Regions from separate parts of the Mus musculus genome. Here all the other regions are linked to region 3. The links are chromatin contacts, called in public Hi-C, HiChIP or PLAC-seq and promoter capture Hi-C maps. All regions are on one chromosome and are shown on one strand. Each heading gives the region's core, a stretch centred on a gene start, on an enhancer-like site or on the middle of the called end of the contact. The rest is flanking DNA. Distances are from core to core; before and after follow the strand shown.

Region 1 (3,573 bases), core at 380-2,879, 620 kb before region 3:
AATATTTATACACTTTCTGTAGTTAAGATGTAGCCATACAACCCATGGAAAACAGAGAAATCACCCATCACCTCAGAAGAAAAGAATATTAACAAATGGGAGCACCTAAAAGTATGTTTATAAAGGGGCTGGGGAGATGGCTTGGAGGTTAAGAGCAAAGGCTGCTCTTTTAGAGGACCTGGTTTCCAGCACCCACATGGCATCTCACAATCATTTGTAACTCCAGTTTCGGGGATCATATACTTTCTTCTAACCAGCACCAGGGAAAACACTCACATCATAAAAATTAAAAAAAAAAAAAATTCTGGGCATGGTAGTTTTTCAGTCAAGGGAGCTGAAGCAGGGGGAGTGCTATGAGTTTCAGCCAATTCAGGTAACAAGGTAAATTCTTAGCCAGCTTGAAGTACAGAGTAGGGCTCATCTCAAAAACAATTCTCGCCAGGTGTAGTGGCACACGCCTTTAATCCCTGCACTCGGGAGGTTGAGGCAGGCGGATTTCTGAGTTCGAGGCCAGCCTGGCCAAAGTGAGTTCCAGGACAGCCAGGGCTATACAGAGAAACCCTGTCTCGACGCCCCCCCCCCAAAAAAAAACAAAAACAAAAACAAAACAAAACAATTCTCCCCAGGAGGATAGAGGCACTGAATGGTCTTCCAGAAGTCAATTCCCAGCAACCACATGGTGGCATGGTGGCTCACAACCATCCATAATGGGATCTGATGCCCTCTTTTGGTGTGTCTGAAGACAGCGACGGCGTACTCACAAACATTAAAACAAACAAAACCAACAAAAAACGCCCTCCTCCCCTAAAGTTCTGTTGCTCCTCTTCAGTTCAAAGCAGGCATTTTTTTAAAAAATGAAACTCACATATCTCTGCTATTCTAGATATCTATTCAACATTCTTTCATACAAAATTTGGACTTATCGCCAATACCCCACATAAGGCCTGAGAACCTTATACCAAATTTGGGTCACAGTAACAAAATTACAAACACCAAAGTCATGGTGCTCCTTCCTAACTTTAGGCCTCCAACTACACCCGGGATTTTCTTTTAATCTTATTTTTACTTTGTAATAGCTCCGTGGGCCACCGACTCACCACTAGCTTGCTGCCTGTCTGCTCACAGCAACTCCTGAGTCCGTCGCGTCCTCAGCGGCCGGAAGGAAGCGACAGCCGCCCACACGCCCGCCCGCGCGTCCCCCGAGTGCCCTTGGGCCAAGCCGCGCCGGGCTGTAGGCTGCAGGGCCACTCAGTCCCGCTGAGCGCCCGGGAGCAGAGCGGAGCGCCGAGCTGCCGGCCTCCTCCTGGCGACACCTGCAGGCCTGCGGCCGAGCCAGGCCTCGCAATCGCGGCCTCATCTTACCTGCGTTCCCACTACGACGATCTGAGGCAGCTGGATGATGTCCGCACCCACTGTGTTGAAGACGTCCTGCAGCTTATTGATGACCGGGATCAGCGCCTCCATGACCCCCGAAACACTGGACCCCCAACCCAGCAGGCCACTGCAATGAATGGGGACTCGACCCACAGCCCGCTTGCTTCCTCTTCTCCTCCGCCCTTTCCTCGGGAGCCCGCACCCATTGGGCCGGGCCAGCACCCAGCCCGCTCCCGGCAGGCCACGCGCCACGACAGAGGTGGGCGCGCAAAGGCTGCCGGGAGATGTAGTTCAGGCTGAGTGGAACGCGAAGGCCTATTCTAGAAGGTTTCAGGTATCGACCTGAACTGGGCGGGTAAGGAAGCTGAGACCGTGAATCTGAGTCTACTATAGTCAAAATGCTAGCTAACAGCTAGATGAATAATGATTGTTAGAGTGTTATGTATGAGTATGCCTCCAGGAGTTGGGACACACCAATTTTATGGACAACCATGGAAGACTTAGACAAAAGGTTAACAAGGTCTGTACTACATAGTGAAATCCTGTGTTTATAAGAAGGGATAGAGTCGCCGGGCAGTGATGGCGCATGCCTTTATCCCAGCACTTGGGAGGCAGAGGCAGGCGAATTTCTGAGTTCGAGGCTAGCCTGGTCTACAGAATGAGTTCCAGGACAGCCAGGGCTACACAGAGAAACCCTGTCTCGAACCCCCCCCCCCTTCCAAAATAGGGATAGAGTCTATTAATTAACCAATGTCATTTCCTTATGAGAAGTACTACTTTATGAAGAGCAATCAAGGAAACTATAGGAAAACTTAAAAGAATGTCTCCAGACATTTCTACCGCTCCAGCCTACCCACCAAGAGAGTTTATCTGGTCAAAGTTCTGAGAGTGAATGATAAGCCCTTAGAACTAGACATTCGTATCACACACACCAACTACGACTTAAGGTACAATGCAGAAATGAAGGCAGAAAGAATATAAGAAACCAAGGATTGAGCAGCTGTCATCTACTTACAAAGCTGTAGTTGTAGCCTGAATACATAGCACTATATACCTGCACAAGATTGGGCCCTCCAGCTATCTATCATAGAAACAGGAGGTGCCCATGAAGCTCCATTCTTTCTAAAGGAGCAGTAACTGTGAATGTTTGCTGGAGTTGGGGATTAGCTTTTTCTATTAGTATACCCACTAGGACTAATAGGTGGGAAGAAGGAGTCCTAGAAAGGAAGGGGGAATATCAGAGGGTAATGAGGGTACCAAAATAATCACAATATACTGGATTTTAAGACTGTTAAACATAAATAAAACAGTAACTCAGAGCCACAAACTCCCCAGCCTGAGAGGAGTGAAAAGCCAAGCAAAACTTGTTGCTATCTATTCATGATAGCCATGAGCACTCATAGTCACAAAGTTGTGGATTGTATAACTGGAGGGGTTACTTACCATTCACCTGCAACATATGCCATAGGAGACAGGCTTTACTGTTCAGAACACAGATGGTGGCTGGTTAATAAGTTTTGAAAAACACATAAATGAAAGACTCTGAAGATCCAGAAGTGATTTTTGGACATCTTGGCAAATGTTGTGACCTTCCCTTTTGTCTTTTAAAAACAAAGATTTCAGAATCCAAAACCAAGTGCAGCAGCATATATGTAACCTCAGACTGAGAAGGCAGAGGCAAGAGTCAGCTCTATTGTCTCCATAGTGAGCTCCAGCCTAGCCAGAGATAAATAAAGTACCCTAGGAAAAATGATGCATTTATACTTGATTTTCCTTTGTCTTTTACTGTGTGCTAAGAGCTAGTTTGGTAAAATTGATATACATACATATTACCAAAGCCAACATGTCATAGATTGGTATGGTATATGTTCCTACTCAAATTATCTTTTCTCTGGTAACAGAACACATATAGTCTTATATATTATCATGTAGCTTTTTGTAAGAGAAAAAATAATCCCACAGGCAGTGCTTAAGAAAGTCTACCAGTACATTACTGCCAGGATTGCCCAGAGCAATCAGACATAAGAGGAAAGAAACAGGAAGGGATGAGGCCTAAATATTATTACACACACACACACACACACACACACACACACACACACACACACACACACACAAAGATAATCTGAAAGTAGACACAGGCCCCCATTCCTAACTCAGGTGCAGGTACTATCTCCAATTGATAACTGCTCACAAAAA
Region 2 (3,356 bases), core at 152-2,651, 940 kb after region 3:
TAGGCCAAAGCTGGGGACTCCCAGCTCTTCTGCAGGAAATCCCTAGGCTGTTCTTGAGTTCCATTACACATAGGCCCCAAGACCTCAGAGGGTTTCCCCAGCGTTACATTTGCTATTTCCTAGACTTTGAATAGTGAGTTATGCTTTGAAGACTTCGCTCATGCTTTTATTACGCATGAGCCGCCACAGGAGACCCTTTCTGCCACCATTTACCACGAACCTGGTGCATATGTGTGGGGACCCTTCCCACCTTGACAGCCTCCATGGGGGCACATGCCATTAAAACCTGGGAGCCCGAAGATACCCTGGCTACCCCTGAAAGGCTCAATCCCTCACCTTGATGGTCTCCATAGGGCACACGACTACCACTGCTTCTGCCACGCCGGCACCCAGACCGCACAATAGTCCTCTCCTGCTGTCGAGCCTACCTTGGGCATCCCGCATGTGGTTGCTGAGGAACTCGAACATCCCAAACCTAATGAAGAAGACATGTGAGGGGGCCCGCTGCGGCCACTCCCTCCGGGTCGTTTCAACAGAGCAGAGTCTCACCTGACAGCCGCCTTGGGGATGGAGCCGTAGAGCAAGGAGCTGAGGCCGCGGTACAGGCCCAGGACGCCATGGCTGCGGACAGTTTGCCGCACGCAGTCTCCTACGGGAGGCGCGGTCAAGACCCTAGCTCCTCTGCTCCGCAGTGTCCCCCTAGCCACCCCCGGGAGTCCCTCCTTACCGATGCCCCGGTACCGCGGTGGGTTCGCTCGTTCATCTAGCTGCAGCTGCGTCTTCACGTATTCGGTCGGGAAGGTGATGCAGATTTCGATGCCTCCAGCCAGGCCGCCTGTGGGGACCAAATGCCTGGGGCTAGGGACACCCTTGCCCGGTGGACCCAGCCGCTACCGCTGCCACCGCTGCCGCCGCCGCGCGGCCCCTCCCCCGCCCGGACTTTGCCCGCGTCGCTGCCAGCGTCCCGACGATGCCCACGCCCCCACCCGGTGGTCTCCGCCTGGAGTGCCCAAGAGACTCTGAGCGACAGCAGACGAGTGGACTTAGGGGTCCCGGGTCGCAACCCCGACACCTCCGCCCCTCCGGAAGTTGGGCGGGGCCTGGGCGTCCCCGGCCCACCCGGAAGCGCTGTCGGACAGGCTCTGAGTTGGGGTTCCGAGTGACCCACCTGCTAGGATTGCCTTCCCGGGGTGCGTCAGTTTGGGCTTCCCGGACCCCGGCGCGGCGGCCGACAGAGCGCGGGGCCCGCGAGGCGCAGCCATAGCGGGCAGGAGGAGAGGCGCCCGGCGTCGACCTCGGGTCCGAGCCTCCGGCGCGGGGTTCTCGGGAAGCAGCGGAGCCGGAGGCTACTGAGACCACGACCAATTCTGGTCCGGGAGGCGGGGTGGTCACGTCAGCTCCCGGGCTCCGCCCCGCGTGGCCTGAGCTGAGCCCCGCCCACGCCACGCCCCGTGCCAGCCGGGAAACTGAGGCTTGGGCGGGATGCACTGGGGCACGCGTCGGGGCGGAGAGCTGAGAGCAGCCAATGGCCGGTGCTGGATTCCGGGGAGACGGAGAACCCCGCCGGAGGCGTGGTCTCCGGACAGCAACGCTAAGCCAAGGCGGGTAGCAGTGGGTCAAGGTGCAGTTTAGAGACACGTGCGTCTGGAGCGCGCCTTGGGGTTAAGGTGGGCCTCGAGATCCTGGGGGCGATGTAGGGACACATCCACCCCGGTGCGTGAATTCAGTCTTCTGAATTATTGTAATAACAGAGCTTGGCCTTCGTGCACCCTCCCGGGCAGTGCGATGATCACTCTGCCCTTCCCGGATTCGTCCGGAAACAGAATTTTCCTAGGCAGGTTCCCCCGACAAATGCAGGTTTCCCTTCCTTTCAGTTTCTAGCGAATCTTTGAAGGGCCTATTAAGTTGGCCTTTGTCCCGCCTACCCACACAATCACCAGGCAGAGCTGCTTTGCTCTGATAAACATGTTTTAATATTTATGGTCGGCAGGAGGCTCAAAGTCTTGAGAAGTCTTTGTTGCCACACATATCCTCAAAGCCGCCTGGAGGGGGCAGCCCTAGCCGGCTTGGGGTGAAGCTCCCAGGAGTCTTTGCAGACCTTTGGAGGCCTAAGGGTCCACCTCCCTGCTGTCTGAAAGGAAGCAGTCGCTGGGGGTGGTCAGTGATCTCCCCCAGCTCTGGGTTGGCTCAGAAGCTATCACAGGGCTTTAGCTAAAACAGAGTGCCCAGATATTGTACCTCCCAGTTGGAGTCCTTTGTGATTCCTTTCCCAGAAAAGGTTAAATGGGTTGAGGGTTGGGTGTGGACACATTACCCAGTATAAACAAAAGCACTCAAAGGAGGCTCCTTGTAGGCAGGCGCTGTAGAGTATTAATAGGGTAAGCCTGTAGGATAGCAGAGGAGAGCCTATAGCTAGTCTGGCTTCTGCTGGTTTTTTTTGGGGGGGGGGTCGGGTTGGGGGATTGTGGGTTGTAGTACTTGTACTGAATGCCATTGTGTGGTCGAGGGGCAGAAGGAACAGGATCAATTCCACTCATCAGAGCCTAAGGCACTGGGCCAGCAGATGTCTGGAGGCAAGGAGTATGGGGATGGCAGTTGGGGGCCAGTGGGAGGTTGGCCAGGCTAGAGGTGCAGCTGGAACACCCCCCCCCCCACACACACACACAACTGGACTCTTAGCTCAGGTAACAACAGCTGGTGAAGGCCAGCTGGCATCCTGTCCTCCTCTCCCACCAGTGTTAGTACTCACTACACCCAGTATATTCAGGATACAACAGCCTCTGAGGGCTTGTTCCATGCAATCCTGGGTGGGCTTTCAATTCAACGCCCTTTCTAGCACACGTGAGAAGGAACTCTCCCAGAGCCTGGTGGGTCACAGCAGCAGTCCACAGCTGGGCATGGAGGTAAGAAAAATGCTGGCTGTGCTAGTGTTTCTAGACACATGACTGCCACACTTGGTCACAACTGGGATCCTTCCCACCTCTACCTACCCATCTGGCACCAGGGCCCAGTGCCATGGATGGCCTTTGTCCCTCTCTACTTCAGGGTGCCAACTGCCAAACACTAGCACACATTAGAGTAAAAGCACAGCCCTCATGTGCTCTCCACATGTCCCTCTTGTTGCTCAGTCTCTCTCAGGCCCTGGGTTTGTCTGTCAGCAAGAGATGAGAGCACATGGTCTGGAGCTCCAGCTAACCATAGAGGGAAGGGCATGAAGACAGGATCCTCCAGGAGAATTAAAGCTGAGGGCATGCATGCTGGCATCTCTGAAGTCTGGGTGGAACCTGAGTTCTCTAGTGCTTTACCCATGGATCTCACTGCCAAGAGAGACTCAGGTCACACTCCATCTTCATTAT
Region 3 (3,495 bases), core at 844-3,343:
TCCTCCACTGAGGAACACCCCAGTTCTTCCCTTTATTATTAAAGATTTACTTTTTTATCTTTGAGATTGCCTAGTTAATCTTTATTGATGTCTAGAAGGCCAGACTTGATGTCTCTAAGTTAGATCTCCATGTTGGCCACACAGGAGTCTGCTTCCAGGGATGGCTCAGGAGACAGTGGTAGTCACTTATAATCTCATTAGCTCTGCTTTGTCTGGGCATCCACCAACTTTAAGATTCCAATTTCATCCTTCAGTTTAGTGGTGTTTGTGACTGGTTCGGACCCATGACATCAAGTTTTTTTGTTTGGTTGGTTGGTTTTTTTTTTCTAAATCTTGTTCAGATGTTTTAGCCATTCTAACTATGCTGTGTTTCAGTATACCCATCTGTGACAAAACTTTTCCTGGGGAGACACAACACAGGTTTCCTCACTACAAACAGGAGCTCACAACAGACCAAAGTGTGGATGCTGCTGAAGTTGAAGAGTGTCCTTCCGAGTGCATAAGTTTGTCTAAACCATTACCAGGCAGCAGGCAGGGTTTTGCCTCTTCCAGGTAGCTGGTCTCAAGAGTCTTTGCAGCTCACCTGAGCTCCATCTCAGAGGGACTCTCAGCTTTTATTGCTTACTCTGGTGGGAGGGGCCTAGTGAATCTGGTCAGTTTTAAGGACTTCCTGAAACTCCTTTGAGTTTTTTGATTGGTTTTGTTTTTTTGAGACAGGGTTTCTCTGCATATTCTTGGCTATCCTGGAACTCACTCTGTAGACCAGGCTGGCTTCCAATTCATAAGCGATCTGCCTGCCACTGCCTCACAAGTGGTGGGAATCAAGGTGTGAGGCACCATGCCGCCTTGCTGCTTTTAGTTTTTAGTTTACTATTTCAGAAGCTTCCCCTCAAGTTAGAATGTTTCAAGTTCATAGAATGTTTCAGTCCTTCAGGAAACTGTTGCACAACACCTGGACCCGAGTCCCCAAATTTCTATGTCTTTTTCCAGTGTCCCTACCCACAGCTCTCTATACTTTCCCTTGGCTTTTTATTTCTTCACAACACTTAAGTGCAAATATTGTATTTTGTCTGTCTTTTCACTCTGGAAGCATGGCTGGCTCCAGTGCCGTAGATATTCAGCAAATCTTCTTGAACAAACCTCTAATTAGGGGATTCAATGTCTTGTGTTTTGGTTTCTGCTTACTTATGTCTCACACTGTTAGGTGTGTGTCACGGGCAAGAAGGTAGATATATGTAGTTAGTATAACAAAAGTTATATTTTATTATGCTGAAGGTCATCATGCAAGGTTTACAGTCTAAATTTCTTACAGTCCTAAGCCTGTCTCCCCAAGGTCACCTGTGTCACCTATCTTAGCTTCAGATCAGGTTTCTGATTTGAGGATCAGGACCCTGGCGGGGGGGGGGGGGGGGGGGGGGGAGTGGATTCTCTAGCCACAGAGCAGATCAAGGTGTATCTCTCCAGATGTGTAGAGCAAATCACTGCTTTTGGTCTCTGCTTATATTCTGTCCAGTGGGCATCATGGGGTTCTAGGACTGTATCTGGTTATCTTGCGTGAGTGATGTCACTGAGCTCTGGATCAGGAGCAGCCTTGGATGCTGTGGGATTCCTGCTTAATCTAGTTTTATATGTCTAAAAGGCATTTTTTAAAATTATGCTCATTACAGGGTGAAAGTTTTTTTCTGGGTCTGGGTTATGCTTTTTGGTTTCTGTCCCACTCTGATGGTCTAAGTTCATCAGAGTGCACAATGTGGGCCACGTATTCTTAGAGGTCTGTCTCAGGGGTCCCGTGGTTGGTGTGCAGTGAGTCCTCTGGTCTCAAGCCAAGTCCCTGGTCCCGTGTGAGTTCGTTCTGGACCAGGCACAGCACCAGGACAGTGGGTGGGACTCTGTGGGGTCCTTATGCCTAAATTCCAACCTAGCTCTCTAGAGCTACCCAGCGCTTGGGTCTCCGAGCGCACATGACGTCCCTCCCCCGCAGCCGCAGTGCTCCTGCCTCACCTCGCTGCTTCCGCCGACCCGCGAGACTCCGCCCTCTCTACCAAGAGAAGCCAATCAACACGCACGCCCTTGACTCCGCCCTAGCGCCCTTCGACGCGAACCCTTCCCTCCTCCCACTCGTAGCCCGCCCGTCAGGCAGGAAGGCTGGCAGTGGTTCTACCGGCGGTTAATTCTCTCCTCTGTGTTGTCCTCCTTCCTCGTTCCCGATCGCCGGCGGGGGCGGCTACACGGGCGGCAGCGCGGTTCCTGCGGGAAGCGCAGCATAAGTCGAGCGGCAGCCGCGAAGCGTCGAACCGAACGCGGCGGCGGCGGCGGCGGCGGCGGCTGTGCAGCCAACATGGCGGCGGCGGCGGCGGCGGGCCCGGAGATGGTCCGCGGGCAGGTGTTCGACGTAGGGCCGCGCTACACCAACCTCTCGTACATCGGAGAAGGCGCCTACGGCATGGTTTGGTGAGTATCCGCGCTGGATTTCAGGCCCGGCCTCACGCGGTCACCCTGTGCCCCCTGCCTGTGGCTGATCTGGACGCACCCACGGCCCTTCCCGCGCCTTGGCCTCGCGTTCTGCGGCGCCCCGGACCCCTGGCTTCTTGGCCTTCACTCCTGGAGCCCTGGGGCGGGGTCCTGGAGCCGGTCGAGGCTTAGGTGTTGCTCCTCGTCTTCCTCTGCTGCTTCTCGTTTGCGGTTGGAGGGGCAACCCCGATTGAGGCCAGGACTCGAAGACTCCGGGGCTTGGTCTTAAAGCGCGTACTTTCGAGGCTTCTCCCTCGGGACGGGAACGGAAGTACACTGTGTCTCCTAATTTATAGCATTATAGCCACCGCCTCTTGACATTAGATTAAAGCCAGGAATTGTATTAGATGCTTGTCCGTGGTGGCGGCGGCCATGGTTTTGCAAGACGGAATAATAGGCTTGTGTGCTGAGCACCAAAATATTTTTCTTCTCTTCTGTGTACGTGAACAGCATTCACAAAATATCTTAAGTAGCGCTAATGATGCTTTCTGCCTCGGGCTTAACCGTTAATGACACAGCGTTGGTTGTGGACATATTGAAATCTTGAAGTTTCAAAATGGATTTAAATATACCGATTGTGTTTCAGAAAGGATAAGCCAGCATCACTCTAGAATTATTAAGAAGTATTTGGAGTTAGTCCTAATTTGACTTTAAATTATCCCGTCGTTACCCTCAAGAGTACTCTCTTAACAGTGTGAATGTATCCATATGTTTTAGCCCGATTACTGTGATCGTTTCCCCATAACGTTTCAGTGTTCAAGAATAGTTTTTGCACGATCACTTGCAGGATTTCCTGCATGTGGAATGTTGAAGTGTATTGTTTTAACTAAAACAAGTTCATTTATCGAAGGTCTCTGAGATAGTTTAATTTAACTTAGCTATCTTGAGGAAAGAGAAGACAGCCTTTTTCAGATAAGGTATTGAAAGGAAGTCCTTTTACAGGGCGAAGAACTAGAATCAAGCTTTGCTGTAGAAAGATCCTGT
Region 4 (3,542 bases), core at 228-2,727, 810 kb after region 3:
GCCACCAGCCTAGCCAGGCTGAGAGGGCTGAGGAGAGGCCTGAGGTCCTCCCCTCCCCGCCAGCCTGCTAACATCTATGGCCTTGGGCCTGTCCACTGCTCTGGTTCCGGCTCAGTCCTTCAGGCTCCCTGTCTACACCACCTGTCCCTCATACGCAAGGTGCCCTCTGCCGGCTGCCCAGGAAGATATTGTCTAACCTTTCCCTCAAGTCAGAAGCACACACACCTTGGTGGGACCAGGCTGCCAACAAAGGTGTGTGAACTCCTGCAGTCTGGAGCAGTCTGCCTCAGGGTCTCTCCTGCTTTGTCTTTTCTGGACCCATGCAGCTCCAACCATCTCCTGTCTGACCTAGGCTGTGGTAACCATAAGTACTGTGTTCTGCTCTGCCTGGGTGAAGCCAGTGATTCAAGGCAGGGATGAGAGAAGAGCTTTACTGGTGAGAACAGTAAAGGGTTAACAGAGGGCCCCTGCCCAAGCTGCCTCCTGGCCCAGGGGTCTTATCCTTAAGCTTGTGTAGAGACTTGGAGGAAGGATATCTTTAGCCAAGTCCAAGTCGTCCCTAGGATGGACACTGATTCTGCAGCTCCTTTGACAGGCTTGCTGATGTCATACTAAGGTCAGGCTAGAGGTTCCTGGTAAAGGAAGCTTTCTGACTCCGAAGACTTCTGGTTCTGCTTACATGACAAGGCTCACTTTGACAGCTGTTTAGGGAATGAGGTGCTCAGGAGATCAGGAGACAAAAGTGGGTATGGTAGAGACAGAGCAATCTACTTAGTGGCCCTGGTTGTCCTTATGTAGTAGGGGGGTCTCCATTCTAAGCCTTGATTTCACTCTCTGAACTTCTCCTTCTTAGGAGCCAATAGCCTTCTCAAGCTGAATACATGCCCTGGGCACCCAGTTCCTTCCTACCCCTTGAGAGGACTTCTGAGTTTCAGTTTTCATCTCCAGTGTCCCCTTCCCTGTCTTTACCTCCTCATTATATCAAAGACCATCACTGCTTCCTTCTGTTCCAGGCTTTTTCCTCAGAGAGCTCCTTTCCCTAGGTCTCCAGTTCATTCCCACAGGTCTTTGTCTACATCTTGCATGCTGCAGGAGATCAAGAGATGCTAATGGCACACCATAGAACAACTAGGGGTTCTTAGCTCCAGCCGAAGGCCAGTGTGTGAACCGGGGCCTTCTCCAGGACCCCTTTGCTCCCGGGCCTGGCGGCTCCAGGGCTTCTGACAAGGGGGAGAAAAGGCGCGGACCAGGACTCCTTCACAGGATCCCGCAGCTCCTTCTTCCCGCAGTGCTTCGCCGGCTTCCACCAAGTTCACCCCCGAGTTCGTGCATGGCCAGGTGGGGGCGGGGGCCGAGCAAAGAAGGGGCGGAGGCGCGACCGGAGGGTGGGGTCTGGCGCGCGGGGCGGGCGCTGCCGCCTGGCCGGCCGCGCTGGCCCAGGATCAGGGAGCCGATGTGGAATTTCCTGCCCGGCCCGGCGCCCCTCCTGCCGCCCCCCGCCCGGCCTCGCACTCCGCTTCCGGCCGCCCTTGCCGCGGCCGCACCCGCGCCCACCCGCGCCTGCCCCGCGCCTCATGGAGGGCGCAGGGTCCCGGGGGGCCGGGCCGGCGCGGCGCCAGGGAGCCCGAGGGCTGGGACTGCTGCTGCTGCTCTGGCTGCTGCCCGGTCTCGCGGCGCCCCAGGACTTGAACCCGCGAGGCCGCAACGTGTGCCGCACGCCCGGGTAGGAACTGGGCCTGTCCGAGGCGTGGGCGCGAAGCGGGCTGGGGGTAGCGGCGCCCCATTTCAGTCCGGGCCATCTAGGACCTCCCTAAACTGGTCACGCGAGCCCCTCGGGCCTGCCTCGCGTCTTGGGCTCGGTTCCAGGCCAAGCCTGGGCCCTTAGGCTGCATCCGAGGGCCGGCTGGACCAGAAATCACCTGAGGGGTAATGGAGTACTGTGGGGAGCCCCCAGGGGTACTATGTGGTGTCCAAAATGTCAGGGGAGAAGAGAAAGGAGCTACTCCCTAAGCCAAGCAAGGACACTCGGAGGGGACAGCATGTGCATAGGCTTTAGGAGCCAGTGGCTTGAGCCTGGAGTAGGGGTTTAGAAGGGCGAAGGAGCAACCTTGGGCGAGCTGGGCACTGGGACAGTCGAGACTTGGAAGGACAGATTTGTCTTGGTAGAGCGGGCGCGGGGTGGGAGGAAGATGGTGGTGAAAGTGAGCACGGACAAGGCTACACTCACGGTGGACCAGAAACCGGAGTGCTTGAGGACAATGATGGACGCGCGATGGGGAGGACGTGGGAACCCCTGTTGGCTCCTTGTGGGCGGCCACTGGGTGTACGGAGGTGGGTCTCTGAGAGGATCTTGCTAGGAAAGCCGGTGTGGGACAGGCCCAGCCAGAAAGCAGTGGAGCCCGGAGCTTGCGCGGAGGGTGAAGAGCGACGACGGCTGAGTAGGCGCAGAAGCCGAGGGACCTGTCTGCTCGTCGGAGCCACGACGCAGTCAAGGCATCTCTGCAGAGGCGAGGAACCCACGGTGGGGCGCCTCTGCCAGTGCTGGGGAGGCTGTTTTGGGACTCCAGGCTAGGGTCCCGGGGGGCACCCTGGGTCAAACGGCTCCCCGGGGTGCGAAACGTCAGCTAGGGTTTTGGAGGGTCAAAGTAGACGAGGGCTGCTAGCTGACCGCGCGGTTTCCGAAATCGGGTCGAGAGGACACAGACCACTCCCGGCCGCGAGCCCCGCCTCGGAGGCGGGGGGGGGGGGGGGCGCCTGACTAGCCATCTGCTTCGCATCGCCGCCGCCGCCTCGTCCCGGGCCTCCCCGGCCCCAGGAATGCAGCGGCTGAGGCAGGCGGGGCGGTGCCTAGGGAGGGCGGTCAGCCCGCACCAGGCCTTCTCCTCCTCCGACCGGCTGGCTGGGGGACGGGACTCCAGTGGTGGGTCAAGCTGTTCCGAGCTGGAGTTGGGGAACCCTTGGTCTCCAATATTTCCGCTGGCCGACCTCTCAGGAGGATGTCTGCCTCTGTAACCTACAGCTGCTTTGCCATTATACTCTGGCGGCAGACTGCCCCAGCTGTCTGGATCTGAGCAAATACTTAGATTTTCGGGGTCTGTCTCTATCTCTGTAAAATAGGGTTGCAATAGGCCTCAGCTCTTGGTGCTGGAGATGAGGGTGGATGCCCTGAGTGTGGGTGGAGAGTTTGTGGGAAGAAAGATCTCTGGACTGTGCTCACCCGAAGTCTGGGCCATCCTTTTGGTTACAATGCATGAGGTCCAGCAGAGAGAGGTGCCAGCTCAACCCGTATTCGAGGCCATGCACCTACAGCCTCCAGGCCTGTTAGTGCAAGGTCTCTGCTGCAGAGACCAGTGCCCTGTCTCACAAGTGGTTATGGAGTTGGGAGTGCCTTTTCCTTTAGGGGACACATGCCATGGTGAACACAGACCTACAGGAGAAAAGGAGATAGATCTGCAGGTATTGGGGCACAGTTCATCCTACACCCCTTCCCCCTTCTAGAGGATATCTTGGAAGCCCTGCAGGTGTGGGGTTGAGGGCATACT
Region 5 (3,272 bases), core at 155-2,654, 840 kb before region 3:
GGATTTTTGAGTTCTAGGCCAGCCTGGTCTACAAAGTGAGTTCCAGGTCAGCCAGGGCTATACAGAGAAACCCTGTCTCAAAAAACCAAAAAAAAAAAAAAAAAAAAAAAGAAGAAGAAGAAGAAGAAGAAGAAGAAAGAAAGAAAGAAAAGAAAAGAAAAGAAAAGAAAAGAAAAGAAAAGAAAAGAAAAGAAAAGAAAAGAAAAGAAAAGAAAAGAAAAGAAGCCGGGCGTGGTGGCGCACGCCTTTAATCCCAGAACTCGGGAGGCAGAGGCAGGAGGATTTCTGAGTTCAAGGCCAGCCTGGTCTACACAGAGAAACCTTGTCTCGAAAAAAAAAAAAAAAAAAAAGTTGTTGAGAATAGGCACAAAGTCAAAATTTGGAGCTGGGCAGTTAGGAGAAGTGAATGAGCAGCTATAAGAGTGAATCAGGACTTTAGGGACGCTTAAATAAATGTATACAGTTAGCAAGGGTATCGAGGGCTGCAAGAACTAATTTATGTTAGATGTAGAAATGTTTTAATTCCTTGATTTTTTCATCTTTTAGTCTTCCTGAAATTTAAATTAGTCTTTTAAATCATAAGTTATACGTGCTTTTACTCTCTAAATAAGTTACAAAGTTCACAGTGTCATCTTTCAAGGCTATCTGAGAAATAAGTACGAATGGTAGTGTTAAGGGAGTTTAGCATTTAGTGAAAGGAAGAGCAGGTGAGGGAATGAAGCACCGTTTGCTGTTCTAAATTTTGAGTATTATGAAATAATCATCTGTAAGTGAGGAACTTTGAAAAGGCAAAATATGATCCAAGAGAAACACAATGTCGGAGAAATGTAGAGGATCGCTTAAATTTCATCCATGTAACAGTTCCTACAACAGTGCCTACAGTATACAGGGACTGCGGGAGACACGGGAGAAGCACGCCTCTCAGAAAGTTTAGGCGGGAAAGCAAAGTGTAGCAAAAGATGCCTGGGACAGAAGAGATACTCCAATACCCACTACTGTCTTGGTGTGTTAAGCAACAAAATAAAACGGAGGCAAATGAACTGCCAGACGCCAGCTCACACTCACTCCGAATCAATTCGTCCTCCCTGTCAGCCACCCACCCGCTTGGTTCCCAGGACCATTCAGCAGACCTGGGCAGAGGCAGAGCGAGGGAACCCTGCCTAGACCGACCGCCACCAACGGGCTCGTGCCGGTCAGACTGGGCGCACCAGCTCCCTTCACCGGACCAGGGACAGGCACGAGAAGCCCACAGAGGTTACACGCCCGCCCTCTGCTTTCATAGCAACAGCACAGCGTACCTTGGACGTGCCGGGGCGGCGGGCTCCAGACATCTCCTACGTGCACAGTCTTCCTGCTCGCCGCCCCATCCGGAAGCCGCCCATCACGCGCCCCGCCCCCTTCCCTCTGGCGACGCCCCTTCCCGCGCCCCGCCCCCTTTCCTCCGGAGACGCCCCTTCCCGCGCCCCGCCCCTTGCGAAAGCCGTCGTCTCAAGTTCCACGGGCTCAAACTGAGGGAGCTGCTGTCTAGGCTCTTCCTCTCGCTCTTTAGGGAGCCTGAGAGCTGATCTACAGGTCATCCTCTCTCCTAGCTAAGCAAAGCCTTAGAGCAGTAACCAGTGATGTGTTAGAATAGCGGGTCACCAAGAAGCACACTAGGCCCAGGCAGTTCAACGTGAAGAGGTTTTATTGAGAGGGAGAGATAAGGGAGTGGCAGAGAGAGAAGAGAAGAGAGCGAGGAGGGGGTGTTCTCCTTATTTATATGGAAAATGATGTAACACAAGTAAGGGTGGGAGGTGAGCCAAGTGAGTTCTGGGATATGGTGGTCGTTGGCTTGGCAGCCGTAAACTAGAATTCAATAATTATTGTTAATTAGTAATAAAACATAAGTAAGCCAGGAAAAGGAATAGTACTTCTCTAACTAATGAGGAATTCTTAAATATAAAATTCATAAATATCAAGAGCAAAGATTTCCTATTTAAAAAAAAAAACTATAGGAACACTAGTTGGATTTGTTATAAAGTAGGTTTCACATACTATAGATCTGGGAAAAGCCAGAGAGCTTACATTCTTAAATTTCTAGATGCTGGTTCAGGGAACATTTTAATGTGGAAGATGAAGCCGTTCCTTGGATGTTTTAAAGCGCTAGGACATAGTTGTCTATGTATGTTCAAACCAGCAGGACAGAGAGCTGCTACTTGAGTGGAAACTGGATTAACAGGGTTTCTAGTGTCGAAAAAAACACTAAATAAGTCCTTGTCAAGAATGTGTTTGCATGGGACTTAAGTAGAAACTAGATTAGCGGAGGCATATTCTATAAAGATATATATTGAAGAAAATATTAAATAAACTATATTGTTGAAAACTTGGAGTGGACAATGGAAAGGATTCTCAGAAAGTTGTATTTACAGATGTGTACAGAAGAGGAGCTTAGAGCCTGGGTGGTGACTTTATTCTCTAACTGAAAGATAGGCAGAGTGGGAAACAAGGCCCTTAATGAATTAAAAATACTACTGCAAGTGGAGCAGTTTTTGATATGCCATTCTGCAAAGGGGGACTACAGCATAGGAGAAAAAAGGACAAAATGACTGGCTTACTGACGTAACACAAGACAGTGGGGTTTTCTGTCTGCTTTGGGTTTCTGTTTGTTTCTTCCACTGGTTAGCTTGTTTGTTTGTGTTTGTTGAGACAGGGTCTCTCACTACTTAGCCCTGACTATCCTAGAACTTACAGTGTAGACCAGGCTAGCCTCAACTCAGAGATTTTCCTGTCTCTGCCTCCTGAGTGCTGAGATTACTGCTGTGCACTACCGCACATGGCAAAATAATATTTGTTTTGTTGTTGTTTGTTTGTTTTTAAAGTCCGAGTTGCAAAAAAAAAAAAAAATCCTGCCCTTCTTTTCCCATGGGCTGATATTTTAGAGAATTACAATTTTCCCAAATTCCCAAAAGTAGTGAATTCAAGGCTGTCTTAGGCTACGTGAAAGGAAACACCAAGTTTAGTTTTCTCTTGGAATAGTTTTCTTAGTCTTTCTAGAATATGTGGTTTTGCTATTGGTTTGTAGTCCTTCTGCAGCACTAATACAATGCTAGCTTGTCACTTCCTCTTATAACTCTCACCTTCCCTGAATATTTCTATCCAAACTTTTATAGATATAGATGTGAGGTCTACTGGAGTGTTCCAGGAATGCCTGCTGAAGTATATAGGTTCTTGTGTCCTACTGCAATGAATTGGACCATGGCTCTGTGATTAGAAATACAGATATAGTCTATGTA
Region 6 (3,224 bases), core at 142-2,641, 740 kb after region 3:
GCCTATTTGGCCTCTCTTGGGTCCCTAATTCATCTCCAGGGACTCAGGGGCCTTCCCAACACTAATGCTGCACCACCTCAAGGCAGACCACGTGTAAAACACTGGAGGAAGGGCCGGGCAGTGATCCCAGCGCTTGGGAGGTAGAAGTAGGCAGATTTCTGAGTTCCAGGACAGCCAGGACTACACAGAGAAACCCTGTCTCGAAAAACTAAAAAACAAACAAACAAACAAACAAAAAACCACGGGTACAAGTTGTTTGCCCAAAACACCCAACACTAACCATGCCAGCATCTGCTCATCCTCATGATGTATCCTTGACTACTTTGCTTCAAAGACCCAGAACTCTCCACCTACAGCCGTCCATCCTGATGCTTTCACAATCATCTGCTGGGAATGGTGGCCTGTCACCCTCCTACTTTTCTCTCTAGAGCTCAATCTGTCACCTACTCGAGGCTGCTCCAGTCTACTCAACTGACACTTTAGCACCCACAAAAATGACTGAGCATTGGCACGACTGTACTGTTTCTTTACAGACAGACAGTACCAACCCTCAGGGGAAAAGCTGTGCCACAGGCAATTTTCTGAACACTTTAGGAAACTCAGTAAAATGGCTAAGTGCAACAAGCACTCTGCAGTGCTCCGTGGGCAGAGGGCATCCCTGCCCTTCACTCCCGAAGTTCCCACAGCTATTTCCTGCTACCCTTTGGCCAAGTTGACACACCTTGTGGAAGAAACCGGAGCACTCTTCTATTCCACTGCCTACAACCCAAACACATCAATCTTCCAATTTACCTTCCTTCCAGCCTCCTCCAACTCATTGATGTGGTTTTCGTTTTATTTATTTATTTTATAAAAGAAGCCACGCGGCACCCGTGTAAAATCTCTGGCTGCCTCATTCTCTTTCTATATTCGGTGCGAATCGAAGCAAAGGAAAATCTGCACACAAATGACGAGGCGGCTCAGGACGATGACTCACTAGCCAGGGCACTAGCTGGGTTTGCAGAGTTCCTCCCCAGAAAAACTAGCCAGCAGTCCCTGTCTGCCGAGAAAGGCCAGAGAGACTCCAGGAGGACCCTTGTACGTCCCCGGCACCCAGCGGACACCGCAGCTTCTGACCAGGGTCAAGAGCGGGTCTAGCCCGGCCTCACCCTCCCCGCCCGGAAGGTCCGACCACCGGTCCTTGCCCCAGGCCACACTCACATTTGGCTGACCAGCTTCTGCCGAAAGGCGGCGCTACGCCAGTCGGTCTCCTGCCCCGAAACGTCCATGCCCGGAGCCCCTACTCTTGTAGCCCGAGTCCCTACCGGCCACCCCCGGCGCCGCCGCCTCTACCACAGCGACAGGCCCGAACCCGGAAGCCGAGCGATCCCGCTACTGGGCCACGCCGGAAGTACAGGAAGAATTGTGGGAAATGAAGTCTTGCTTTTGTATACGCATGCGCGCCACAGAAAGAGAGAGGAAGAGAGGAAGGGGAGAGGGGGAGAGGGGAAGAGGGAGAAGGGGAGAGGGGGAGAGGGGGAGAGGGGGAGAGGGAGACACAGAGGGAGAGACAGAGATACAGAGGCGGAAACACAGACAGAGGCAGAAACAGAGAGAAAGACAGAAAAAAGAGACAGAAAGACAGACACAGAGACAGATACAGAGACAGAGAGAGACACACATGCGGACACATAGACACACACACACCACACACAGACACACATACAGAGTCTATGTATATTTTGTTGCCAGTGTTGGGATAATTGCTAATGTATAACATATTTTTGGTATTTTAAATAAATTTGGTATTTAAATATTGAGATTTTAATTTCTAACATATGTTAAGTGTACATAAGTATATGTACATTCTACAGTCATCAAAATAAAGCTAGTATTTCACCAACAAGCAATGTTAGGTTTAGGATCTCTGCTCATTGAATCATTAAGCTCCATATTTAAAAGGAAAGCAAAAGCATTATTTCTGTTAATGTTTTCTCTGTGGTTCATATTCCTTGCTTCTTAGTGGTGCATCCCTTAATACAGGACATTTTGGTCTAAGTGGATAATTGTTGCTGGGCTTATGTGTCTCGAGTTCACCTTTCAATGTTTATATGATTTAAGTTTAGAGTAGAGATTACAAGGTAACTAACCAATTTTGTAAGTCTTCATTTTTTCCAACAATATGTAAGGCCTCATTTTAGAACTTTGTTTGTCCCAGCACTTGGGAGGCAGAGGCAGGCAGATCTCTGTTGAATTCAAGGCAGCCTGGTTTACATACTGAGTTCCAGGACAACCAGGGCCTATGTAGAGACACATTGTCTCAAACAAACAAAAACAAACAACACCCAAAATGAACCCCAAAATAAATAAATAAATAGACAAATAAAGAAATAAATAAAATACATGTGTTTATTATTATAGAAGAAAGCACCCTTTAAAAAAAAAAACTTTTGGCCTTTGGAAAAGTCTTAAACACAAATGAATTAAAAACTGAGTGTCAGGGCTGGAGAGATGGCTCAGAGGTTAAGAGCACTGACTGTTCTTCCAGAGGTCCTGTGTTCAATTCCCAGCAACCACATGGTGGCTCACATCCAATGTACTGTTTTGGTGTGCCAGAATATCTGAAGACAGCTACAGTATATACATGAAATAAATAAATAAATAAATCTAAAAAAAAAAAAAAACCCCTGAGTGTGGGGGCTGGAGAGATGGCTCAGCCATTAAGAGCATTGATCTATTGCTCTCTTCTGGTGTGTCTGAAGACAGTTACAATATACTCATATACATAAAATAAGTAAGTCTTTAAAAAACTGAGTATGGGGGTTGGGGATTTAGCTCAGTGGTAAAGTGCTTGCCTAGCAAGCCCAAGGCCCTGGGTTCGGTCCTCAGCTCCGGAAAAAAGAAAAAAAAAAAAAAAAAAAAAAAAAAAAAAAAAAAAAACTGAGTATGACAAAACTTAAAAAGAAAATTCAAAACCACCAAGCATGGTGGTGCGTGGTGATGCATGGTGGTGCAGGTATGGTGCTGAAGACATGGTGGTGCATGGTAGTGCATGGTAGTGGAGGCATGGTGGTGCATGGTGGTGCAAGCATGGTGGTTCAGGCATGGTGGTGTATGGTGATGAAGACATGGTAGTGCATGGTGGTGCAGGCATGGTAGTACATAGTGGTGCATGGTGATGAAGGCGTGGTGATGCATGATGGTGCATGGTGGTGCTTGGTGGTGCAGGCACGGTGATGGTGATA
Region 7 (3,631 bases), core at 231-2,730, 550 kb after region 3:
AAGCCATTATGTGGGTGGTGGGAAATGAACACAGGTCTTCTGGAAGAACAGCCAGTGAGTGCTCGTAACCTCTGAGCCAGCTCTACTGATGTGTATGAATATTTTGCCTGCATGTACATATGTGTACCCGTGCCCTCAGAGGTAGATTGAACCCCAGTCCTCTGTAATGCTCTAAAATGGTTAAGCCATCTCTCCAGCCCTTCCACCTTATTTTTTTAAAGACAAGTTTCTCAACTCAACACAGGGCTCAACAACTCATCTAGACTAGCTTTTCCATAAGTCCTTGGGATCCCCTTTTTGTTTTGTCTTCTCCAGGACTGGGATTAAAGGAACAAGCAATCACATGTGGCTTTTTATTTGGGTCCTTGAATCTGAAATCAGGTCCTAATGCTTGCATACCACGTCTTTAGCAAAGGGGGCTATTTCCCCAGCCTGGAAAGCCTGATTTTCTCTAATGTCACTGGCACAGTGATCCTGGGATCATGCTTTAACTGTACAAAACTGGAAAGAGGCTTGGCACGCTTGACAACTGGTCTGCTTGTCTCTGAGCATGCCAGCGGATGTGCATGGACTCCACCAGGGCAAAGAGCTGCCTCGTTTGACCCACTGCTCTGATGCCTCACAACCTGTCCTGGTGTTAGCTGGCAGAAAGACCCACCTGATTCCCACCAGCTCAAAGCAGTTTTCCTCGAAGTGTTTGGAGCAGAAGTAGATGTACTCAGAGGTCGGATCCCACAGGCCCTGGCCGCTGGGGTCCAGCCGCTGACAGTTGGCCAGCCACAAGCCGCGCCTGGGGTTGTCTTTCTTGGGAAGTCTGCAGAGCCACAAAACCGTGAGCACCAGACTGTCTACAGTCCTGCGTTCAGGATGCCCAAGCTCCCCAAGCAAGAATGGCAGACCTCCCCGCGACCCTTTCAGATTACCACCCGCTGGGGGAAAGGAGAAACTGAGAACGAGAGAAAGAAAGGGGCCGGCTCAGCATCATCTAGCAGGAATGAGTCGGAGCTGTAAATCCAAGCCAGGTAAGCGTCCAGTCCTTTTTCCGGCTGGACTCGAGACTATGCGCCCTTCCCTGTCACCCTCCCGCTCACAAGTTCAAGCCTCACATCGACCTCGGGAAAGCGCCGTCTCCTGCGAGGCCTAAGGTGCGGCAACACCGGCGCCTGCGCTATGAGCCCTCGCGTGCCACTACGCACGCGCGCTGACCTGTGGAAGGAGATGCCGCGGTTGCGAGTCTCGCGCGTATCCCGTGTGCAGCAGCCGGCGGCGGAGCAGTGTCGCGGCATCTGGGGAAGGGGCGGGATCTGGGTGGTGGGCGGCAGTCGGGGGAGGACTGTCTTCACGCCCAACTGTCACTCCCTCCAGAGGGCCCGAGCCGGTCGGCTCCCCGAGGCCCGACCCCGTACCAGTCTTGTCCTAGCTCGTTCTATAGACTCCCGTCAGCGGTACTCACGGTCTTGCCATTGCTGCGCCGCCAAAATCTCGCGATGGGTGGATCGACGCGGAAGTTGGGAGCAGAGATACTCCGTCGCCCGTGGCGCGGGCCCCCAAGGGGCGGGACCGGAAGAGATCCTGGCGGGGCGGGCCACCGGATGTTGGGAGTGAGGGATGGCGATCGTCGCTCCCGAGTTGAGGTTTCTGCATCTGTAGTTTCGGGTCCCTGTTTTGTTTGAGCGTCTGTCGTTTGGACGAAGCAGCTGGGTGTGGTCTGTACTGCTCCCTGAACAACGTACGCGCACACTCTGGTTGAAAAAGATCCACCACCAAGAAAAACCTGGGCTCTTTACTGAAAGAACTCGGCCACGGACTGGTGGCTCAGCACTTGCTACCAACCCTGAAGATTGAATTTGATCCCCAGGACGCAACCTGCTGGAAGGAGAGAACCAACGTCCAGTAATTGTCCTTTGATCCCCATATACATGCACAAAATAAAATGTTAACGACACATTTAGAACATTTTCTTTTAATGGCCTTGTAAAGGCCTGGGTGAAGATAGTGACCTTATGGGAGGCCGTCCCAATATACTAAGTAGCAACTGTCCAGTTATCGGAATGTTCATTTTTCAAACCCTGAGACGCTAGCCGGTGTGTTCCGAGAGCACGGTTTCCCCAGTGATGCTTTGAAGGGGGATTTCTCTGACCACAGGATCAGGCGTTTTACATTCTAGGCTCACTTTTGTAGCAGGAACAAAGTCAGAAATGGGTTCCTTGGGTTTCTGCTGGGGGAAGAGAGGTGAACAATTACAATCTTGGGATGCAGAAGGGGAGGTTATGGGACTCCAGGCCTGAAGGGCACAAAGGCATACTTGATCTAAGTACCGGCGAGGTTGGGTAGCCTGTTATGCTCCTGTAGAGGAGTTGTCTTGGCTGAAAAGGTCATCGAAGCCCCTATTTAGTTGGTTTTGATTTTTCCTGATCTGTTGGAGGCATTCATCCCTATATAAAGCCTCCCATTGAAGGAATAGGGGGCAAGAAGGACCAACCGATGTGCTGGCTCAGTAGTGTACTTAGAGCTGCACAAGACTCAGAAGAATGGATTTGGCCCAGGGTGCATGAGTACCATCCTCCTTTTGATTGTCTAACCTCTTTTAATTCATTGGCCCAGTAGGGATACCAGTGTAGGGGCAGAGAGTAAGTGAGTTGAAAACATGGAAAACCCAGGTGTTACTTTATTTGTGCTGAAGTTTGGACGAATCTCTAATTTCACATAGTTGGTGGGTGTGGGAGGTAGAAGACAAAGAGCCTTCAAGAGTTCTATGAGTGTTCTTAGGGTGTGAGGGAGGCAGGAGGGGGCATAAGGCATCAGTGGGGCATAAAGAGGGTGTGTGTGGATGTGGCAGGTCATTTTCTAATATACTCAATGGCCTGTTCAAGGGCAGTGAGCTCCACCTAGGGGCAGTCTTCAGGGCGCTCCTCCACAAGATGTGGCCAGACAATAGACTTCACCTAGGTTAGAAGACTCCACCCTAGGTGGGCTAGGCAACTGTGGTAAAACAAGGTCTGATTCAGCCTGTTCAAGGCTAGCCCCGACCAAAAGAAGTTGCCCCTTCACCGTAGTCAGTCCCTTGCGATGCCTCAAATTGAAGGTAAAGGAAGAAGGAAGAACCAGCTGAGGATCCTCAGGTTGGGATGCTGATGTCCCTCAGAAGGAAATCCTTGCCATCTTCCGAGCATCCCTGTTTGAGCCCCAGATGTGGGTCCTTTGCTCCCGACTGGGCGTTGATCACTGGTGGTCTCAGGATGCAGAGGAGCTGGGGAGCAGGGTCTCAGGCAGTGGTGAGTATTTTATTGAAATAGTGGGGCTAACTGACGTAGCTCAAGTCAGAGGGAGGAGAGGTAAGTGTTGCAGCGGGGGCAGGGACCTTCCAAGTGTATTAGATTAGCAGACCACAGTCTGTCGGGGTAATCTTTTTTTTCCCACAGTGTAAAGGTTGTCTTTGTACTATTCAAATGTTGATTTCTGTACCGGTGACGAGTTGAGTGCTGGCTGGACTTTGGTATTGGTTATTTTTATGGATCATCACCTGCTTCAGTATTTTGTAAACATACACCTCCCTCACCTTTTGATTGGTTTAACAAAGATCTGACGGCCAGTAGCTGAGGCAGGAGAGGAGAGGCGGGACTTCTGGGCA

Evidence for each region. Promoter capture Hi-C pulls out the DNA fragments that hold promoters and counts their contacts. A called contact is a pair of places that touch in the nucleus more often than the background predicts. HiChIP or PLAC-seq counts read pairs in DNA pulled down with a chosen protein or histone mark. Capture Hi-C pulls out chosen DNA fragments and counts their contacts.
Region 1: a contact with region 3 is called in an H3K27ac HiChIP or PLAC-seq map of extraembryonic endoderm stem cells, with 8 times the contacts expected there. The contact joins the promoter of Dnm1l here to the promoter of Mapk1 in region 3. A contact is called at or near these places in 12 of 39 promoter capture datasets (the 3T3-L1 cell line, 3T3-L1-derived adipocytes, the C10 cell line and 6 more), 8 of 115 datasets of contacts at active chromatin or transcription factors (the 230-238 cell line, astrocytes, embryonic stem cells and 3 more) and 1 of 9 other capture datasets (embryonic stem cells).
Region 2: a contact with region 3 is called in a FOXA1 HiChIP or PLAC-seq map of pancreatic cancer cells. The contact joins the promoter of Slc25a1 here to the promoter of Mapk1 in region 3. A contact is called at or near these places in 1 of 484 Hi-C or Micro-C datasets (CD4 T cells) and 2 of 115 datasets of contacts at active chromatin or transcription factors (bone marrow-derived macrophages and pancreatic cancer cells).
Region 4: a promoter capture Hi-C map of cranial neural crest shows a contact between it and region 3. The contact joins the promoter of Scarf2 here to the promoter of Mapk1 in region 3. A contact is called at or near these places in 2 of 39 promoter capture datasets (cranial neural crest and pre-B cells) and 1 of 115 datasets of contacts at active chromatin or transcription factors (pancreatic cancer cells).
Region 5: a contact with region 3 is called in a promoter capture Hi-C map of liver, with 4 times the contacts expected there. The contact joins the promoter of Spidr here to the promoter of Mapk1 in region 3. A contact is called at or near these places in 3 of 39 promoter capture datasets (liver and pre-B cells) and 2 of 115 datasets of contacts at active chromatin or transcription factors (large pre-B cells and pancreatic cancer cells).
Region 6: a contact with region 3 is called in a Hi-C map of CD4 T cells, with 2.8 times the contacts expected there. The contact joins the promoter of Med15 here to the promoter of Mapk1 in region 3. A contact is called at or near these places in 1 of 484 Hi-C or Micro-C datasets (CD4 T cells) and 2 of 115 datasets of contacts at active chromatin or transcription factors (memory CD8 T cells and pancreatic cancer cells).
Region 7: a contact with region 3 is called in a promoter capture Hi-C map of adipose tissue. The contact joins the promoter of Thap7 here to the promoter of Mapk1 in region 3. A contact is called at or near these places in 2 of 39 promoter capture datasets (cranial neural crest and pre-B cells), 2 of 115 datasets of contacts at active chromatin or transcription factors (the SCID.adh cell line and memory CD8 T cells) and 1 of 9 other capture datasets (adipose tissue).

Annotation. Positions count from the first base shown.
Region 1 is chr16:16,357,402-16,360,974 of GRCm38.p6, forward strand. It overlaps Dnm1l (dynamin 1-like), which reads right to left and starts at 1,630. Exons shown (of 21, transcript NM_001360008.1): 1 at 1,363-1,630. The coding sequence starts at 1,464.
Region 2 is chr16:17,926,818-17,930,173 of GRCm38.p6, forward strand. It overlaps Slc25a1 (solute carrier family 25 (mitochondrial carrier, citrate transporter), member 1), which reads right to left and starts at 1,402. Exons shown (of 9, transcript NM_153150.2): 1 at 1,169-1,402; 2 at 728-835; 3 at 550-649; 4 at 337-475. The coding sequence starts at 1,262.
Region 3 is chr16:16,981,289-16,984,783 of GRCm38.p6, forward strand. Mapk1 (mitogen-activated protein kinase 1) reads left to right here and starts at 2,094. Exons shown (of 9, transcript NM_011949.3): 1 at 2,094-2,451. The coding sequence starts at 2,339.
Region 4 is chr16:17,795,805-17,799,346 of GRCm38.p6, forward strand. It overlaps Scarf2 (scavenger receptor class F, member 2), which reads left to right and starts at 1,478. Exons shown (of 11, transcript NM_153790.3): 1 at 1,478-1,723. The coding sequence starts at 1,575.
Region 5 is chr16:16,145,447-16,148,718 of GRCm38.p6, forward strand. It overlaps Spidr (scaffolding protein involved in DNA repair), which reads right to left and starts at 1,405. Exons shown (of 20, transcript NM_146068.4): 1 at 1,299-1,405. The coding sequence starts at 1,331.
Region 6 is chr16:17,721,556-17,724,779 of GRCm38.p6, forward strand. It overlaps Med15 (mediator complex subunit 15), which reads right to left and starts at 1,392. Exons shown (of 18, transcript NM_033609.3): 1 at 1,201-1,392. The coding sequence starts at 1,268.
Region 7 is chr16:17,529,572-17,533,202 of GRCm38.p6, forward strand. Thap7 (THAP domain containing 7) reads right to left here and starts at 1,481. Exons shown (of 5, transcript NM_026909.2): 1 at 1,454-1,481; 2 at 1,207-1,286; 3 at 659-814. The coding sequence starts at 1,286.